Regions from separate parts of the Mus musculus genome. Here region 1 is linked to region 2. The links are chromatin contacts, called in public HiChIP or PLAC-seq maps. All regions are on one chromosome and are shown on one strand. Each heading gives the region's core, a stretch centred on a gene start, on an enhancer-like site or on the middle of the called end of the contact. The rest is flanking DNA. Distances are from core to core; before and after follow the strand shown. Region 1 has its middle 17 kb from the start of Wnk1. Region 2 overlaps Wnt5b (wingless-type MMTV integration site family, member 5B).

The links. HiChIP or PLAC-seq counts read pairs in DNA pulled down with a chosen protein or histone mark.
Region 1: a contact with region 2 is called in an H3K27ac HiChIP or PLAC-seq map of large pre-B cells, with 2.7 times the contacts expected there. The contact joins two enhancer-like sites. A contact is called at or near these places in 10 of 39 promoter capture datasets (3T3-L1-derived adipocytes, the HPC-7 cell line, frontonasal cranial neural crest and 6 more), 1 of 15 datasets of contacts at CTCF or cohesin (the NIH/3T3 cell line), 1 of 484 Hi-C or Micro-C datasets (liver), 4 of 115 datasets of contacts at active chromatin or transcription factors (embryonic basal ganglia, embryonic midbrain, large pre-B cells and 1 more) and 1 of 9 other capture datasets (embryonic stem cells).

Annotation. Positions count from the first base shown.
Region 1 is chr6:120,053,598-120,057,586 of GRCm38.p6, forward strand. No RefSeq gene overlaps it. Among named protein-coding and RNA genes, the nearest start is that of Wnk1, 17 kb to the left of the region's middle. Within about 2 kb of position 2,739, at least 67 of the 459 cell types and tissues checked have an H3K27ac peak or open chromatin away from gene starts, as enhancers often do.
Region 2 is chr6:119,506,616-119,510,187 of GRCm38.p6, forward strand. The region is part of intron 1 of Wnt5b (wingless-type MMTV integration site family, member 5B); the gene reads right to left. Among named protein-coding and RNA genes, the nearest start is that of Gm30690, 9.6 kb to the right of the region's middle. Within about 2 kb of position 1,781, at least 49 of the 459 cell types and tissues checked have an H3K27ac peak or open chromatin away from gene starts, as enhancers often do.

The sequences.
Region 1 (3,989 bases), core at 1,489-3,988, 550 kb after region 2:
TGCTCTTCAGCATAGATACACACACATATGATATATATATATATATATATATATATATATATATATATATATATATATATATATATTAAACTGGAACAAAGTATAAACAGAAGATCTAAACCTATAAACCTATAAAATCTTTAGGAAATTAGGTCACCATTTCTTGCAAGCAATCATAACAAAAGAAAAAATAAGTAAACTGATTTCATGAAAATTGAAATTTTGTGTGTTTGAGACAGGGTCTAACTGCATAGCCTTAGCTGGCCTGCAATTCACTGTATAGACCAGGCAGGCTGCCTTCAAATGCACAGAAATCCATCTCCCTCTGCATCCTGAGTGCTTGGATTAAAAGCTGAGTACCACCATGCTCAGCAACTAAGTTTTTATTTTTATTTTGACATAAGGTTTAGGACCCTGGCCTTGCAGGCCAACTATCCAGTTTGGTGAGCTCCAAGCCAATGAGAAACTTTGGCTCAAAAGTAATTCATGTCAGTTGTCCATGGGGGAAAGGGCATGCAGGGGAGTGGGGGCACATACCTTTAATCCCAGCACTCAGGAGGCAGAAGCACTCTGTGAGTTTGAGGTCAGCCTGGTCTACAGAGTGAGTTCCAAGACAGCCAGGGCTACACAGAGAAACCCTGTCTCAAAAAAAAAAAAAAAAAAAAGTAGATGCCATTCATGAGCATGACACCTTAGGTTGTACGCACACACACACACAAATACATACACACACACAAATACACATAAATATTCACAAACTTAACAAAACCTAACATATTAGGGGTTGGCTCATTGGTTAAGGGCCCTTGCTGCTCTTGCAGAAGACCCAGGTTCAATTCCCATCACCCACGTGGTGGCTCACAACCCCCTGTAACTCCAGTTCCAGGGTATCTAATGCCCTCTTCTGACTTCTGCAGTACCTACACATACAGCCAATCAAACGCTGATGTATAGAAACGTTAAAATTGAAATATCATTTTTAAAAAATTTTACAAAGAGGCTAGAGTGATGACTCAGCAGTTAAAAGCGTGCGTTGACCTTGCAGAGAACCTGGGTTCCATTCCTAGCACCCACGTGGTGGCTCACAGCCATCCATAACTCCAGTTCCAGGGGAGCTGAAGCTCTCTTCTGACTTCACAAGCACCAGACACATATGTGGTGCATATACACATGCATGCAAAAACATTTATACACATTTTAAAAAATTCTAAATAAAATATTTAAAAATCAGATACTACTTCACAGCTATCAGGCTAACAATGACTAAAACAGACACACTGGAATGTTGGGAAAGACTGAGAAACTGGAGGCTGTGTGCATTGTTCTTGGGGATGTAAAAGGATACAGCTGTAAGAAAACAGTTAGGCTGTTCCACAAAATGGTAAACAGAATTATCCTACCATCTAGCAACTTCACTCCTCAGTGTGTACTCAAAAGAACTGAAAACAGAGACTCGAACAGATTACCTATAGACCAATGTTTATAGCAACGTTATTCAAGAGAGCTCAATGCTGGGAACAATACAAGTGTCTATCACTACATGAGTGAATAAATAACATGTGGTGTATGCTGCAATGGAATATTGTCCAACCTTTAAAAGGGATAAAATCTTCTTATCCAAGGTAGAAAAGGCAAATTCAGAGAGACAGAAAGGAAATTACAGGTTACCGAGGGTCGGTGTATTACTGTTTAATGGGCACCGAGCTTTTATTTTGAGTCATGAAAAAGGATATTGGTAATGATTACTCAACATGTTAAATGCACTTAATGCCACTAAATGTATGTTCTAAAATGAGGGGCTGGTGAGATGGCTCAGTGGGTAAGAGCACCCGACTGTTCTTCTGAAGGTCCAGAGTTCAAATCCCAGCAACCACATGGTGGCTCATAACCATCCTTAACGAGATCTGACTCCCTCTTCTGGAGTGTGTGAAGACAGCTACAGTGTACTTACATATAATAATAAATAAATCTTTAAAAAAAAAAAGTTTAAAAAAAAAATAAAATAAAATAAAATGAGTAAAATGGTAAACACTATATATATTATGTGTATACACACATACACACACACACACACACACACACACACACACAATTTTTTCCTACAACCAGAAAAGAATAATGAATCAAAAGTATGAGAGAAGACCAGAAAAAGTACTTCAGATAGACTCTTTTGGCAACACCTGGGGCAACCTACTCATGTTAAGTCTATAAGACAGTTTTGAGGGGCCTCTGGAAACAGGGATGGGTGAGCAGAGTTTACAAGAGAGACAGGAAATTGTCACCTGTGCATCAAAAGGGGCATCTATAGCTACAGTGCCTTGCAGTTGTAATGCTTTGAGAAAAGTAGTTTCAGGTTGATTGTTGGCTGGGGTCACTCTGAAACTGAGCCCCTACAAGGCTTAGCTTTCCACTTGGCTTGTTTTCTTGGCTCCTCTTTCAGTGTCTGAGCCAAAGCCAAGACCAGAGCATCACCAGGGATTCAAGAGAGACTAGGATCTAGTATCCTAGTGTCTCCTCAGCTTCTGTCCCCTCAGGTCAACTGAGTCCTTCCTTCTTGTGCCCACTGTCAGCTATACTTCTAAAACTTCAGTCTTTGAGCCTGCCCAGGCATTTTTTTTTCCTCTCCAGCTTCTAAATGGGGTTCAAGAAGTGTTTTTCTGGTTCTTCCTGCTTAACACCTGCTTTTGTAATTACTCTCTTAGAGCCACAACAAATGCTTTTTCCTTCCTGTTTCCTCAGGCAGCAAACCATAACCAGCTCAGGCTGGTGAGGAAGTCTAGCACTTTCTCCATCCCTACTCCCATCCCCCATGACTTCTGATTGTCTTTGTCAGCCACAGCTGTCGTGTGTGTGTGTGTGTGTGTGTGTGTGTACGCACATATATAAATATACATAATAAATTGCATATGATATAATGTATATGTTTTATTTTATACATATTATACATGTATTAATATATTAAATATTATATAACTTACATAATATGCTATATATAAATTACATAATTTTCAGCACTTTGGAGACAGAGTCAGGTGGATATCTATGAATTCAAGTCCAGCCTAGTGTACATAAGTTCAAGGAAAGCCAGAACTACATAGAGAGATCCTGCCCCACCCACCCACACACAAAACGTCTTGTTTTATGTATATGAATGTTTTTTCTGCTCTCTGCAGAAAAAAATGTATTCTGTTGTAGTGAACATGGTAGGTTATTAGCAGAATGTGTATGTCTGTGTAACTATGTCTGCTCCTGGTGCAAAAGAGAGTGTCAGATCTCCCTGGAACTGGGGTAAGAAGATGGTGGTGAGCCACTATATGGGTACTAGGACTCAAACCCAGTCCTCTGGAAGAGCAGCCAATGCTCTTAGCCACTGAGCCATTTCTCCAGCTGCACCCCACCACCCCACTGTTAGATATACAGTTCAGCATCATAAGGTATGAGTCACATTGCCATGTAACTAATCTCTAGGATTCCTTTATTTTGCAAACTGAAACTTCATACCCATTAAGGGTCAGCTCCTCTTCCTCCTTCCCTAACAGCTCTGGCAATCACCATTCTGTAGTCTGTCTCTGTGACCCTAACTACTCGAAGAATCACAGGCTACTTGGCTTACCTTACTTAGTACATCTCAAAGCTCATGAAGTTGTAGCATAGGCCTTTGCCTCTGAAGACTGGAGAATACTCCATTGTGTATACGTAGCATGCACAATGCACCATGCACTGGAGGCATCTGGGTTGTTCTTGACTGGTTAATGTGAACAATGCTCCTGTGCATCTGGATGTATAAATATGTCTGGAGTGAGGCTGGTGAGAAGGCGACGCCTAAAGACCTGAACTCAGTTTCCAGGGCCCACAGAGTGGAAAGCAAGAACTAACTTCTGCAAGTTGCCCTTTGACCTCCACAAGTATGCAATGGCATGCACACCCTTCCCCCAAAATAAATAAATAGATAAATGAATGAATGCATGAATGAATGAATGAGTAAATAA
Region 2 (3,572 bases), core at 531-3,030:
GATTATTTGGGCAGGATTAGGAGGTGTGGCCTTGTTGGAGAAAGTGTGTCACTGTCATTGGGAGCGGTTTTTGAAGTTTCAAAAGAATCTATGATTCCCAGTGCTCATTCTTGAGTGCTCCCCCCACCCCTCTCCCTCTCTCCCTCCCCTTCCTCTCTTTCTCCCTCCCTCCCTCCTGCAGATCAACATATGAGCTCCCAGCTGTTCCTGCCACCATGCGTTTGCACTGCCATCATGGACTCTGAAACTGTAAGCCCAAATTATACACTTTTTAATTTTATAAGTTGCCTTGGTCGTGGTGTCTTATCACAGTAATAGAAAAGTAACTAAGACATTGGCCAAAGCTGAGAGGGGCTAATCAGGGAGGAAAAGAGCATTAACTTCAATTAAGGCTCTCCCCCCCCCCCAACCAGGCAAGCCTGGGTCTCTAAGAGTGAACTTCATACAACAGTCAGTTCATGCCTCAAGAACCACTCTCTGCACAGACAGTTCTGGGGTGCGAAGAAGGAACCCCTGCCACCACCTCTTCCTCCCCCTCTTCCTCCTCCTCCTCCTCTCCTCTCTTCTTCCTCCTCTTCTTCCTTGTCCTCTTCTTTAGCTCTGCTAAGCCTGCCCACGAACTCAGAAAGGTGTAACATTTCTTTTCTTTTTCTTTTTCTTCTTCTTCTTTTTTTTTTTTTTTTTTTTGACAGGGTTTCTCTGTGTAGCCCTCCCTGGCTGTCCTGGAACTCACTTTGTAGACCAGGCTGGCCTTGAACTCAGAAATCTGCCTGTCTGTGCCTCCCAAGTGCTGGGATTAAAGGCGTGCACCACCATACCCAGCTACATTTCTTTTCTGCCTTGTTTTGAAACAGGCTCTCACTATGTAACTCTGGCTGGCCAGAAACTGCCTTTGTAGACCAGGCTGGCTTTGAACTCAGAGAGCTCCCTGCCTCTGCCTCCTGAGGCCTGGGACCAAAGGCCATCTTCTATCTCTCTCTCCCTTTTGGATAATAGCCAAAGTCTGAATGTGTTTTCTCTGATACTTTAGACGTTTCCTGAAGCAACCTTACTGCTTGCTTCTATGTGTCTGCTTGCTGCGCTGACTCAAGAGGCATGGCTGTCTGTCCTCTTCTCCATATCCCTTCCCTGCGACTGCTGAGAGGTAGAGATTGCTCAGTCTGTTGTTTTTTTTTTTTTTTCTGCAATCCTAATAATAAAATCAGCTTCAAGCTTCCTACTAAATCTTACTTGTCTTAGTTTGGGTTTTATTGCTAAGAATAGACACCATGATCAAGGCTAGTCTTTTTTTTTTTTTTCTTTTTAAGATTTATTTATTTATGTATATGAGTACACACTGTAGCTGTACAGATAGTTGTGAACCTTCATCTGGTTGTTCAGAATTGAATTTAGTACCTCTGCTCCCTCAGGTCGGCCAGGTGGTTTGTGAGCCACCATGTGGTTGTTGGGATTTGAACTCAGGACCTTTGAAAGAGCAGTCAGTCCTCTTACCCGCTGAGCCACCTCACCAGCCCCCAAGGCTAGTCTTATAAGGAAACTATTTCATTGGAGCTGGCTTACAGTTTTAGGGGTTCAGTGCATAATCATCATGGTGGGAAGCACGGCAGTGTCCAGGCAGATACGATACTGGAAGAGCCAAGAGTGCTACATCCTGATGGAAGGCAGCCACGAAAAGACTTTCTTCCGCAGGGTCTCCTCTGCACTGGGGGGTAGCTTGAGCATAGGACCTCAAAGCCTACTCCCACAGTGACGCACTTCCTCCAACAAGGCCACTCCCACTACAAGGCCACATCCACTGCAAGGCCACACCGCCTAACAGTGCCACTTCCCGTGGGCCAAGCATATTTAAACCACCACACAAGTTCAAATTATTTTACTAACAAGACTAACAACCCAAAAGAGAAACTGATTTCCACAGTAAAATATAGCTCCTCACTAGGTCATTTCAAAGTTTCTAGTAATAATTTTTTTTTTTTGAAACATGTAGACCAGACTGGCCTGGAATTCACAGAGATCTGCCTCCCAAGTGCTGGGGTTAAAGGTGTGTGCCGCCATGCTTGGCCGTCTAATGACACTTCTTTGTGGTTAGCATGCTTGAGTGCCACCGTGCTTGGCTCATCTTTCTTATGGGTTCTTGTAGGGCAGTTTTGCTGGTGACAAATGCCCTGTCTCTGTTTACCAGAAAGGAGTTGTTGCCTTCCTCTGGAAGGATGATCTCAGCAGGTGCAGAACTTGAGGGTGATAGACTGCTTTCTCTCAGTTCCCGAAATAATCCACTCCACTCTCTTCCTTGCCTGCCCAGTCCCTGAGCAGTCAGAGGCAATTCTTAGTATTTGGTCTTCTTTCAGGATTGTTTCTTTTTCTTCTATTTCCTGTTATTTAAAAACGTTTTCTTTGGGGGCATTCATCGTGCTTGAAACACCTTGAGCTTCCTGGATCTGTGGTTTTGTGTCTGATGTTACCTTGCAGATGCAGAAATTCTCAGCGGAGTTGTTTTAAATCCCTCCTCCCCCTCTCGTGTCCTTTTGGTGTCCCTGTAACACGTGTTAGCAGCCTGCTGTACTTGTCTCACAGTGCTATTTTTAGTGGTGAGTCCCAGACAGGGTCTCACTGTGTAGCCTTGGCTGGCCTGGAACTCACTCTATAGACCAGGGTAACCTAACTCATAGAGATCCTCCTGCCTCTGCCCCTGGAGTTCTGAGATTGAAGGTGTGCGCCACACCTGGCTGTCTTGTGGTTTTTATTCTCACCTCCTTCTCTGGAACCCTTTCTCCTCGCAGATTGTCAGCATTGGCGGTTTCTCCTGGTGCACCCTTCACTCTGAGACTCTCCTTCGCTGTGTCCACTGAAGGTGCTCCTTGCCTCTGTTAAGTGGTTTTGCTGTGTGGCATTTGCTGTTCAATCTCTCTCTCTCATACATTGCTCATCTGTTCTTACAAGCTGCCAAGCTTCCCATCAGAGTTTTAAATTCCTAGTCCGTTAGAGCCAACATCCCTGTTAAAGCCAAGTCTGGCTCATGCTTACTCCGTCTCATTATTTGAGTTCTAGTCTGTCTTGCAGTTTTTTTCTTCACAGCCAGACATGACTGATCCGTTTCCTATGACTATAACAGGATACCTGCGACTGAGTAATGTATAAAGGAAAGAAGTTCCTTCCAGCTCAAGTTTCCGGAGAGCGGAACGCAATGATCGAGTACCGAATCTGGTGAGGTTTTTCTTGCTTCGCAGTAGAAAGCAGGACAGGATCACACACACAGGAGAATGGAAAGAGTGGGCAGGGCCCCTCATTCCTGCATCGCTGTGCTTTCAGACTTGTTTTTTGTTTTTGTTACAACTAAGATTCTTGTGGGAAACTAGCCACGTCACAAAGCCACTCTTTCTTTTAGGAGACTTAGAGTAAATCTGGCTCCTCATAATGTTGGACTGAGCATGCCCACCAGTGCTTGTAATTATCATATTTCCTTTTTTGAACTATGATCTTAAATTGAACATGCTCAGAAATGTACCAATCACTAATATCCTTTCTCATAAAGATTCCCAAATAAAAAGCCCCCATGCTCCCCTCGGAGAGGC